Linked DNA regions of Oncorhynchus mykiss: region 2 is linked to region 1. Evidence: chromatin contacts called from public Hi-C data. All regions are on one chromosome and are shown on one strand. The core of a region is the stretch at or near the end of the contact, and the rest is flanking DNA. Distances in the headings are between cores, read along the strand shown.

Region 1 (6,826 bases), core at 2,188-4,687:
GAGGATAGAATTATGGTCAGATTTGCCAAATGGAGGGCGAGGGAGAGCTTTGTACGCGTCTCTGTGTGTGGAGTAAAGGTGGTCTAGAGTTTTTTCCCTCTGGTTGCGCATTTAACATGCTCTTAGAAATTAGGTAGAATGGATTTACATTTTCCTGCATTAAAGTCCCCAGCCACTAGGAGTGCCACCTGGATGAGCGTTTTCCTGTTTGCTTATGGCCGTATACAGCTCATTGAGTGCGGTCTTAGTGCCAGCATCGGTTTGTGGTGGTAAATAGACAGCTACAAAGAATATAGATGAAAACTCTCTAGGTAGATAGTGTGATCTACAGCTTATCATGAGATACTCTATGTTAGGCGAGCAAAACCTTGAGACTTCCTTAAATATCGTGCAGTTCATGCCAGCTGTTGTTTACAAATATACATAGACTGCCACCCCTTGTCTTACCAGAGGTTGCTGGTCTATCCTGCCGGTACAGTGTATAACCCGCCAGCTGTATGTTATTCATGTCATCGTTCAGCCACGACTCGGTGAAACATAAGATATTACAGTTTTTAATGTCCCGTTGGTAGGATATACGTGCTTTTAGTTCTTCCATTTTATTATCCAGCGATTGTACGTTGGCCGTACTAGTCATCTGATCTTATAAAGACACCACGATCTCCTTCCGCGAAACCTCTGTTTCTTTCTCCTGGGGAGAAATGGGGATGAGGGCCTTTTCGGGTGTCTGGCTGGGCCCCTCAAGGACGTTCAGAGACTTGTCACGAAGCCACTCCTGTGTTGTCATGGCTGTGTGCTTAGGGTTGTTGTTCTGTTGCAAGGTGAACCTTTGCCCCAGACTGAGGTCCTAAGTGCTCTGGAGGAGGTTGTCGTCAAGGATCTCTCTGTACTTTGCTCCGTTCATCTTTGCCTCAATCCTGACTAGTCTCCCAGTCCATGCCACTGAAAAACATCCCCACAGCATGATGCTGCCACCACCATGCTTCACCATAGGGATGGTGCCAGGGTTCCTCCAGACGTGGTACCCTTCCGCAGATCTGATCCTTGACACAATCCTGTCTCGGACAATTCCTTCAACCTCATGGCTTGGTTTTTGCTCTGACAACTGTGGGACAGGTGTGTGCCTTTCTAAATCATGTCGAATTAATTGAATTTACCACAGGTGAATTTAACAATGAAGATGTAGAAACATCTCAAGGATGATCAATGGAAACAGGATTCACATGAGCTCAATTTCAAGTCTCATAGCAAAGGGTCTGAATGTAAATAAGGTATTTAATTTTTTTTTAAATACATTTGCACCATGTCTAAAAGCCTGTTTTCGTTTGTTATTATGGGGATTGTGTTGATTGCTGAGAAAATTCATTTTAGAATAAGGCTGTAACGTAACAAAATGTGGAGAAAGTCAAGGGGTTTGAATATTTTAGTTTAAAGGGTAAAAAATAACTGTAAATATCATTGAGTGGACCTTTAAAGATGCCTATTATTTATTATCACAGCCAATTAGGATGTCACCAGCACTATCAATCCTTTTCTATATGTGAGGGTGAAGTTTCAGAGGTTTCAGAGCCAAATGAGATCAGATTTGAAGATCCAACCAGTGCCCATTGGTTGGACCTGCCTGCCTGGTTGCTGTCAGCCTCCTACGGGATATGAATATGTAACACATCTGGTTATCTATGGTGGGAAGGTGTGTGTGTGTTATCGTGTGCTTGGATCATCCAGATTGTCCACATCCCATAAATCCCCTTCCTACCCATACTGCCTAAGTGTGGGCCGCTGCTCGCTGCCTGTCTCCCTCCCACTGGGGCCTGATGGATCCTCTGCTGCTCGCTCCCTCCCTCCAACCGATGCCTCCCTGGGTTTAGGGCATCAATGTCATGAGGGATACATTTAACTAGGGGAAAGATGATTGGATAGATGGGTGGGTTTTTACAAGGAGGGAGATGATTGGGTAGATGGTGCGGTGCAGAATGGTAGAAAGATAGACTACTGCCCTACCTTCCCCTCCCCTGGTGGGCTATATGCTGATTTGAATATTCAGAAGCCCTGTGCTATCATTTTAAAAGGAGCGCATCATGCAGAGCTGGAGCACTGTGACTGTTATGCAATGGTGTTGGTGTACAGTAGGCACTGTGTGTGTGTTGGGGAAGTAACAGGGGATGTCCAGTGGCTGTCCAGAAGGGAACCAAGCAATCTGTTCCTCTGCAGCATTGATCAATCTCGCTCTCTCTTGTTCTAGCGCTCACTCACTCTCTCTATCACTCTCTCTCTGGCCTTTTCTTAATTGGATTTGTACAACTCCTGCGTCCTCTCTTACCTTCTTTTGAAAAAGGTCAAAGGTAATCGAGGCGAGGCGATGACGAGAGGGAAGGTGGATGAAAATATGCTTGTATGAAATGAGACTCAATCGCGTGTCATTAGCCAAATTACGTTTACAGGGTGGAATCCCAAAATACATGTATAATTATGTGATAAAAACAAATGTAGCTAGTTGTGCAAGACATTTTATAGATAAAGGGATAAGTAGCATCTAATTTTTAAATGTTTGCATGCTTTTCTCCTTCGAGAAAACAATAGCTGATTCCAAGGTGGTGTGGCAGATTTCAAAACCCTTCTGCAAAGGACTCAGGTAGGATACACTTGTGCTTCCTCGCCAAAAGGAGGCTATTGAGGAGGGGAGGACCGTCTTCCGTTTGCCTACTAATGAATTGACGCTCTCGTCGACCACTAGGCCACTTATCGGTTTCCAGGTCACGGAGTAGAGAGTGCGGAGTAAAGGCCTGTGTCTCTGTCTTCTTCTCTCCCCCTTCCCCACGCTCTCTGTGTGTGTGTGCTTATGTGTACAGTGTATATGGAGTGCAGAAGGTTTGATGCAGTTCAAAACTCCGGTATCTAACACTGCCTACCTCCGTCTCATTTAGGATCTATGGTGCTTCTCTCTCTGCACATCCCCCCTGACTATCCCCCCCACTGCAACGTGCCAAGTTTATTGATGGGCTGGGGAAAGGAACGGAATTTCAATCAACGTTTTAAAAGGGCTATTAGGGAGCACAAAAAAAGATGGATACCTGCGCACTGTTGAATGCTCCTGCAGTTTTATTATTAAATGTTTTATTTTAAAGTTTTCGTCAGGCATCAAAAATGTTGGGAATATTATAGGCTTATAGGCTTTTCATCTTTCATTTTGTAAAACCTGCATCTTCATATAAGTGTTCAGTGCCCTGCTGTCCTGGTTTTGGTAGTCACAAAGTAGTATGAGTGCTGATCTAGGATCAGTTTAGCCTTATAGATCATAATGAGTATGATTATATGGACAGGGGACCTGATCCTAGATCGTCGCTTTTGAATAGGGGCCCTGCTATGTTCTCCTCTTTGCCCTGTTAACCTGGATTTGGTCCAGACCTGAATATAGGCCCTGGATATGATCCAGACCTGCTATGTTTAGCCAAGGCCAGGCCCAGGAGGCCAGTGGGCCAGCCAGCCAACAACCCAGTCCGTGTGTAGGCCGTAGATAGGAGCTGTGGCTGGCCACCAAAATATTTGTGCCGCCGAAGGCAGACTATTTTTGTCACTGGAGCAAGAACTTTGTTTTTAGTGTGGGAAAGCAAACAACACCTTTTTGTACCATCAAAGGTGTGACTCCATGTCCATTTGTGGGCTTTTCTCTCCTCCTATATGTGAATAGGTGAAATGTTCCTCTGTCAGCTCCACACGTGGAAACAACGTTGATTCAACCAGTGTGTGCCCAGTTGGAACCCACATGAGCCACAGCCCATGGTCTGAAAGCAAGTGTGATATTTTTTACATAAAAAAAATACAGTAGATCCTCTCTTAATCTGCACAGACACACTATACCCGGACTACTATTTTTACACACCAACTCCCGAAACCCTGTGACAGTGTGATGGTTTTGCATTGACAGTCACATTTCCGACATTGCCTGCTTATGGGGGGATTTAGGGTGTAGCTCTTTGACATGGTAAGCCTCTCTCCCACCCTTCCATATCTCACACATCCTTACACCTGGGCTTGGGTCAAAAGGAGAAAGAGGGGCTATGGTCATATACACTTCAAACACCTGAGAGTTGCATGAGAAGAGAGATGGGAGAGAAAGCTCACGGACACTTTACTCTCCTCTAGTCGGATCTTTTCCTCTCTTAATCTTCTTCTCTCATTGATCCTCCTGGCTCTCTGCACCTCTACACTTCAACATATTCTTCCCCCTCCAGATATTACAGTGGGGTGCCAAGGCGTGGTGGAGCACAGTGTGGAGCTGAGCATATCTATCCCTCACTATACAGAATAGGAGGGGGGTTGAGTAGGGATTAGAGCCACGGAATGAAATGGAGTACTATGTAACAATATATAAGATATATTCAGTCATTACCTAATTTATTGGCACCCTTGATAAAGATGAGCAAAAAAAGTGTTTAAATGAAACATATACTGAGCTATTTTCGACGTTGACATTTAAAAAAGTATACAGAACCATCAAAAGTTTGGACACACCTACTCATTGCATGGTTTTTCATTATTTTTATTGATTATTGTAGAATAATAGTGAATAAATTACAACTATGAAATAACACATATGGAATCGTGTAGTAACCAGAAGTGTTAAACACATATATTTTATATTTGAGATTCTTCAAAGTAGCCACCCTTTGCCTTGATGACGGCTAGCCATTGCTACATATTCGTCACCAGACCCACTGGCTCCAGGTCATCTATAAGTCTTTGCTAGGTAAAGCTCCGCCTTATCTCAGCTCACTAGTCACCATAACAACACCCACCCGTAGCACGCGCTCCAGCAGGAATATCTCACTGGTCATCCCCAAAGCCAACACCTCTTTGGCCGCCTTTCCATCCAGTTCTCTACTGCCAATGACTGGAACGAATGACAAAAATCATTGAAGTTGGAGACTTATATCTCCCTCATTAACTTTAAGCATCAGCTATCTGAGCATCTCACCGATTGCTGCAGCTGTACACCGATCATCTGTAAATAGCCCATCCAACTACCTACCTCATCCCCATATTGTTTTTATTTGCTTTTTTCTGCTCTTTTGCACACCAGTATTTCTACTTGCACATCATCATCTCCACATCTATCACTCCAGTGTTAATTTGATATATTGTAATTACTTTGCTAATATGGCCTATTTAATGTATTACCTCCTTGCCTCATTTGCACACACTGTATATACATTTTTCTACTGTTATTGACTGTACTTTTGTTTATCCCATTTGTAACTATGTTGTTGTTGTTTTTTGTCGCACTGCTTTGCTTTATCTTGGCCAGGTCGCAGTTGTAAATGATAACTTTTACTACACTGGCCTACCTGGTTAAATAAAGGTGAAATTAAAAATAAATAAAAAAAATGACAGCTTGGAAACACTCGTGGCAAAGCTGAAGTGCTCAGAATATGTGGGAACTCCTTCAAGACCGTTGGAAAAGCATTCCAGGTGAAGCTGGTTGAGAGAATGCCAAGAGTGTGCAAAGCTGTCATCAAGTCAAAGGGTGGTTACTTTGAAGAATCTAAAATCTAAAATTTGATTACTACATGATTCCCTATGTGTTATTTCATAGTTTTATTGTCTTCACTATTATTCTACAATGTAGAAAACTGTCAAAATAAAGAAAAACCCTTGAATGAGTTGGTGTGTCCAAACTTTTGACTGGTGCTGAATATACATTTTATACTAATGTCATGGAAATTCTACACAGGGACACTCGAAGTCAATCTTAAATGAATCATTCTTTATTATCAGCGTGCTGCTCAATGCACCAAGTACACATGTCGATCAGGATCTCTACCCGGGGCAGTCCAGGAAGTTCTCTTATATACAGACAAGTTATATTTGCATGATTTAGCTTATTCATCATTCATAATTAATGAATCATTAACGTTTGCTTCCTTCATGTGACCGACCAATACTGGGTCATGCATGTGACAGACCAATACCTCACGAGGCTTCTTCTCTCTAAGCTGAGAACTTGAAACTGAGATATCCTTTCTCAAAACAAGGTTTTGGGCATACTACCAAATTGCAGATACTGATAGTGAGAATTCGTTCAATCAGTTACTAGCATGAACACAGAAATGAGTTAATAGATAAGCGCATAAATGGAACACAGAAACATAACATTTTCCACCACACTAATACTATTGTTCAGAGAAAAATAGTAAAGTAATTTGAAAAATACAAAAAAGATACATGGCAATACTCCGACACCCTCCTCTTGCGAGGATAATGTCGCTGAGCCTTTAAAACAAATATGATAAATGAACCATTATTTTGTGGATTTGTGTGCTTAGGGTACTTGCAGGAAGATCCACTTGCAGTCAAGTTTCAGCCTCCTGGCAAGAGGCAACCAGGTTTTTGGCTAAAATATCCTGGTTCTGGGTAGAGTTCATGATGCTGTTGACCTTAACAAGGGTCACAGGACCAGTGGAACCAAAATAGCTTCATAACATCAAAGATTCACCACCATATTTTACATTAAATATTGGGTACTTTGCATCCTTCTTTCAACGGCAAACCACCTCTGGTGTGCGTGGCCAAAGAGCTCTATTTTCATGTCATAGAGCTCTTTGGTCACGCACACCAGTGGATTGAATAGAACATAGTACTTTATAACAATGATTATACTGTATATTCATATGGGTTGAAAGGTTGTGGGGCTGTATGTATCCACTGTCAACCCATGGGCTACAAGTGCTCAAAAACACTCAAATTCATTATAACATTCTGCCTGTTGTGCTGATTTTGGATGTCCCCATTGCCACGGTCTCTTTCCACCCCTCTCATGTTGTGAGGA
Region 2 (6,554 bases), core at 2,416-4,915, 180 kb after region 1:
GCTAGACTGTGAGTCTGGCATAGAGACAGATACTGTAATGTCAGGTACTGAGTCTCTTTTAAGTTACGGGAAGACAGAAGCAGAGCTGGTGCCAAAACCTCAGCCCTCTAAGTATTCTCAGTGAGAGTTCCATAGCACGCAGGCAGACTACCTGTACTATACCATAAGTCTCTGAAGTTTGAGAATGGAGTACCGGAGAATTGGAGCCAAAACCTCTCACGTTTTGGGGAAGTTGGAGCATAATTTTACCAGTAAAGTGTTTGTAAGGTGCTGATGATATAAACAATTACTAAATTACGAAATTGTTGGGAAATTGTAAAAATTCAATGATTTTTTAAATTTTTATATCATAATTGTTTGATATTATAATTGAGAAACAATTGTCATTAAAATGAAGGTCTGGCGTGTCTTTATTTCATAAAATGTATTCCCTGTTTTCTGAATTGGCAGGAGTGGTAATACCATTTCTCCAGGTTCTAAAACTTGGTGCTTGCCATAACATAGAACACTGCATTATCATTTGTGTTCAGAATCCAGAATTTGCTGTGTGCTTTTCCAGTAAATAACTATAAATCGTCAGTGCAAAACAAAGGAAGGGTTCGGGAAGATAAATAAACATGACAATTATGTTTTACGAACATTGTCACAATTGGACTAAAAATATGATACTGTGGTCTACTGAGAATAATGTGCACCATAGGTGTCCTATAAAGAGGAAACATTTCATTCTGTATAACGTTTTGGGTTGGGTGTGAGAGTGTGTGGTGGTGTAATGTGAGTATGTGTTTCGGGAGGATAGTGGTTCAAAGTTTCAGATAAGAGTGATAAGAGATTACTCGTCACAGCCACAAGCAAACTCCAGGAACACATTTTCGTGGGTGATTATTTTAGAGAACTTTTGCAAGACTTTTTCATGAGAGAGAATTGTCATGGCTAATAACTACATTTTTTACTACAGTCTGTGTCCGTAGCATTCAGCTATATACAGTGCCTTGCGAAAGTATTCGGCCCCCTTGAACTTTGCGACCTTTTGCCACATTTCAGGCTTCAAACATAAAGATATAAAACTGTATTTTTTTGTGAAGAATCAACAACAAGTGGGACACAATCATGAAGTGGAACAACATTTATTGGATATTTCAAACTTTTGTAACAAATCAAAAACTGAAAAATTGGGCGTGCAAAATTATTCAGCCCCTTTACTTTCAGTGCAGCAAACTCTCTCCAGAAGTTCAGTGAGGATCGCTGAATGATCCAATGTTGACCTAAATGACTAATGATGATAAATACAATCCACCTGTGTGTAATCAAGTCTCCGTATAAATGCACCTGCACTGTGATAGTCTCAGAGGTCCGTTAAAAGCGCAGAGAGCATCATGAAGAACAAGGAACACACCAGGCAGGTCCGAGATACTGTTGTGAAGAAGTTTAAAGCCGAATTTGGATACAAAAAGATTTCCCAAGCTTTAAACATCCCAAGGAGCACTGTGCAAGCGATAATATTGAAATGGAAGGAGTATCAGACCACTGCAAATCTACCAAGACCTGGCCATCCCTCTAAACTTTCAGCTCATACAAGGAGAAGACTGATCAGAGATGCAGCCAAGAGGCCCATGATCATTCTGGATGAACTGCAGAGATCTACAGCTGAGGTGGGAGACTCTGTCCATAGGACAACAATCAGTTGTATATTGCACAAATCTGGTCTTTATGGAAGAGTGGCAAGAAGAAAGCCATTTCTTAAAGATATCCATAAAAAGTGTTGTTTAAAGTTTGCCACAAGCCACCTGGGAGACACACCAAACATGTGGAAGAAGGTGCTCTGGTCAGATGAAACCAAAATTGAACTTTTTGGCAACAATGCAAAACGTTATGTTTGGTGTAAAAGCAACACAGCTGAACACACCATCCCCACTGTCAAACATGGTGGTGGCAGCATCATGGTTTGGGCCTGCTTTTCTTCAGCAGGGACAGGGAAGATGGTTAAAATTGATGGGAAGATGGATGGAGCCAAATACAGGACCATTCTGGAAGAAAACCTGATGGAGTCTGCAAAAGACCTGAGACTGGGACGGAGATTTGTCTTCCAACAAGACAATTATCCAAAACATAAAGCAAAATCTACAATGGAATGGTTCAAAAATAAACATATCCAGGTGTTAGAATGGCCAAGTCAAAGTCCAGACCTGAATCCAATCGAGAATCTGTGGAAAGAACTGAAAACTGCTTTTCACAAATGCTCTCCATCCAACCTCACTGAGCTCGAGCTGTTTTGCAAGGAGGAATGGGAAAAAATGTCAGTCTCTCGATGTGCAAAACTGATAGAGACATACCCCAAGCGACTTACAGCTGTAATCGCAGCAAAAGGTGGCGCTACAAAGTATTAACTGAAGGGGGCTGGATAATTTTGCACGCCCAATTTTTCAGTTTTTGATTTGTTAAAAAAGTTTGAAATATCCAATGTCGTTCCACTTCATGATTGTATCCCACTTGTTGTTGATTCTTCACAAAAAAATACAGTTTTATATCTTTATGTTTGAAGCCTGAAATGTGGCAAAAGGTCGCAAAGTTCAAGGGGGCCGAATACTTTCGCAAGGCACTGTATCTCTTGGCTCCACAATGTCTGTGTGCCAGTCACTGTGTCTCTGTGATCTTGTCCAGGAGGGGTGTATTTGATATATGCCTGTTGAGATAGGTTTTGTTTTATGGTCCTGAGAGCGAGAAAATAACATAGTTTAGGAGACAAAGCTGGACGATAATTTATAGCCAATGCTGTCTGGCTATGTGTGTCTTTGCTACAAAGGATCTCAGTTGCAATGAGATAATTCATTTTATAGAAACTGAATTGATCTGATAGTCACAGGGTTGTGATGGAGCTCATATAATTAAAGATGGACTTTATGATAACTCTGACTTGTGTGTGGTTTGCTCTCATGACTTGGTAAATACAGGACATTTCTACTACAGGACATAGGGTGGTCACTGACTGCCTCGGATGGAGCTGCTCTTGACACAGACAGACATAGGCGGGGGGCATGTTCTCAAGGTTGACCCGAGTAACACAGTTAGATATGTATATGTTTACAACTTCTTTTGCACTCTACATTATTCCAAGTCTATTTAAATGTAGTATTTGTATAATTAATGTATAATTCATACAATCTTAAAGATAAAATAACTTATTTTCATATTTTAACACTGCGTTACAATTGCCCCAAACCCAGCAGTCCTGACAAAACCTCATGTGCCTAGCAAGAGACAACAATAATAAAACGTCATTCATGTCAATGTTTAGCCAACATATAGTGATGGAAATGATCCTAGTTAAATCGATTGGACATTAACATTCAGGACAGTATAAGTAAAACACAACCGATAGAAAAAAAAAGAAAAAAAATTGTGAGATATTTTGCTTTTCAAGCGGGGACAGAACCTAAAATGGGCATGTACTCTGTTCCGAGAACTTCAAGGTGTTACCATTGCCCCTGGTCTCCTATGATGTAACTATGTGGGCACATGAAGGAAGGGAAGAGCCCAGCAGCACAGAAAGTGGGTGGGGGGGGGGAGAAGGAGCTCTCTCTCTCTATGATGTCACATCACCCTCACCAGCTGGTGGGAGATAAGGAAGGGAGGGAGGGCAACTTCACATCCCCAAACGTGGTGAGGTGCCTTATCAACAAGGGCCCTCTCACTCAGACTGGGATGGTTGAGAATGACAGGGGGATGTAGTGCAGAACAGCACAGCTCAGTTCTGTTCAATACTGCACAGCACACCACAGTAAAGTACAGTAAAGTATAGTAAAGTACAGCACAGCATAGCATAGCATAGCATAGCACACAGCACAGCATAGCACAGCATAGCATAGCATAGCACAGCACAGCACAGCCGGCAAAGCTCAGTTCAGCACAGGACAGCACAGTTTGGTTCAGCTCAGTGTTATATAATGGTTTAGCCATACAAATACAATTAGTTAATCTTAGTTATGTGGGTTTAGCACTTCAAGGAAATGGAACATAACGCACATGCCAGCAAATATAGAACAGAAAGCTAGAAATTAACTACAATTCTCTAAATAGAATGGGAAAAAATACATGTTTATCCTATTGTACCCTCTGAGAACAATGTAATCTGAGCGTATTTGTGTTCCATGCATTAGTCATTGTCTATAATGTGTGTCTCTCGTGTGTGTGTGTGTGTGTGTGTGTGTGTGTGTGTGTGTGTGTGTGTGTGTGTGTGTGTGTGTGTGTGTGTGTGTGTGTGTTTGCATTTGTGTTTGTGTGGATATGTGCGTGGGTGCTTGTGTGTTTGTATTTTTCCATGTGATTGTGTCAAGGGTTTATTCATATGCTTCACTGTGGAATGTGCCCTGTCCCCGAGTAAACATTTGAGCATGTCCGCTCTACCTCCCCTTGACTCCCCTTCTTTCCCCCTAACTACTGGTTCCCTCCATTGACCGCCCTGGACAATTTATTAGCCATTGTTACAGTTTCCTGTATGGTCCGGGCAAACGGGAAACTAAGCAGTGCTTAGATTAAGTATCTAGAAAAGGGGTACACAGTACCCAATGTGTTTTAATTGCTGGTTGAACTATTACAACATGAATGTTTTCCCCGAAAGAGTGTGTGTTTGTGTGTGTGTGTGTGCGTGTGTTTGCAGGTAGGTACCCACATATCCCGAACTGTGTGGTGTCTATCCTGAACAAAGGTGTGTGGTGATGCTCAACTCTTCACAGCACAAATATCTCCCACAGGAAACCCTTTAAACAACATCCAAGATGCCGCCAGACCCCCCCTGCTGTCATATGCCAGAGAAATAGCTTCCACAATCCAGCAGGAGAGACGCTGCTTAGAAAGCTTTTTACCACCAGCCGGATTATAAAATCAGACAAAAGTTGGTCATACAAATGGATACCCCTGGTCCACTCAATGTACATGCATAAGGCTCATACTTGATATACACGGGTAACTGTTGAGTGTGAATAACCCAGCAGCATTGCAGTACTTGACACAAACTGGCGCGCCTGGCACCTACTACTACCATACCCCGTTCAAAGACACTTAAATCTATTGTCTTTCCCATTCACCCTCTGAATGGCACACATACACAATCCATGTCTCAAATGATTCAAGGCTTAAAAATCCTTCTTTAACCTGTCTCCTCCCGTTCATCTACACTGATTGAAGTGGATTTAACAAGTGACATCAGTAAGGGATCATTTCACCTGATTCACCTGGTCAGTCTATTTCATGGAACGAGCATTTTTTGTACACTCAGTGTACACCTTCAGGGAGGTGAATGAGCGGCCCTGCTAAAAAAAAAACCTGTAGGAATATTTAAATGTCCAACACCCACCACTTACAGTATATCCATACAACGCTCTCACTGAGGGTGCCCTTGCAGACTGTATAGTAGCAATAACGTTCAGAGGTAAACCCCTTGCCATCAGATTGGACCTTTCAGGGGCGAAGTCACACAGGTTCCAAATCTCTGGCTGCGGGTGCCTGACCTGCCCGTGCGCCTGGGACAACAGAAGGCAAATTATCTCCTTGAATGCTAGCCTAGCAAATCATAACATATTGTACAAATTGCGAATTCGTAACATATCATACGAATTGTAATTTGTAACATATTATATACATCCTATAATTCTTATTACATTGTACGACCACTATTACATTGGTAGGCAAATGTAATGTAACCTAATCTAACATATCATATTAAATGGAGTGGCATCTATATTATGTAACATATAATACGTTTTGCTCTGAGACCAGGTTGGCCTCCACAACTTTGTTGAAAGTGGGAAGCAAGAGGGAAAGCCCAAAAGGGAGGACCAGAGTAGGCTCAGCATTGAAATGTTTGCGTCCTTCAGGTCGATGAAGGTGAACCAATTGCTTGGGCGCACAGACAAAAGCTGTTTGTGAGCATTCATAATTTCGAGCACCTGCGACAGTCAACCAAAGGTGCAGCTGCTCCACTAGGTTAGCCCCCAAGCTCCTTCCGAGCCACTCCACTGAGAAGTGCGGAGCTACTTAACTCATAATAATGGCTGTTTGATGTTGTTGATACCTTCCCACTCATTCTGCTCCAGCCATTACCACGTGCCTGTCCTCCCCAATTAAGGTGCCACCAACCTCCTGTGCACTCGATGACAAAACTCAATGTGCACTGCGCTCGAAGCCAGGGATTCCCCTACGACACTCGTCATCCAAACGTGAGTCCTGTTTAACACCGAAGGAGACCAAGTTCTCAGCCAGCTCTATATTTCCATGCTGGGAAGATAGCTTCATGTGATCCGACCATGAGTACAGATCCACCCCTCTATCCTGCAACTCAGGATCAGCACGCCCTCCTTAAGTGGAACAGTTAAGTTGGAGTAAAGACTGATACATTTCGCATTCCAATTAATTGTGAATTGTTCTGCTAAGCTCTAGATGAAGAGTGGAAGAATTGAATAAATTAATCAGGCATGATTCTAATATTCTTCAGCAGAGGGTGCTAGCATGCAAACTCCACATAGCTGAAAGGGAACTGACAGACAATTGAGAGAATT

The links. Hi-C and Micro-C count contacts between places; a contact is called where the count stands out from the background.
Region 2: a Hi-C map of liver shows a contact between it and region 1, with 4 times the contacts expected there. The contact joins two enhancer-like sites. A contact is called at or near these places in 3 of 3 Hi-C or Micro-C datasets (blood and liver).

What each region holds. Positions count from the first base shown.
Region 1 is chr10:52,691,719-52,698,544 of USDA_OmykA_1.1, forward strand. No RefSeq gene overlaps it. Among protein-coding and RNA genes, the nearest start is that of ruvbl2, 21 kb to the left of the region's middle. Within about 2 kb of position 3,438, at least 1 of the 11 cell types and tissues checked has an H3K27ac peak or open chromatin away from gene starts, as enhancers often do. A contact at or near this core is called in liver, where this site is marked.
Region 2 is chr10:52,873,571-52,880,124 of USDA_OmykA_1.1, forward strand. No RefSeq gene overlaps it. Among protein-coding and RNA genes, the nearest start is that of LOC110534264, 21 kb to the right of the region's middle. Within about 2 kb of position 3,666, at least 4 of the 11 cell types and tissues checked have an H3K27ac peak or open chromatin away from gene starts, as enhancers often do. A contact at or near this core is called in liver, where this site is marked.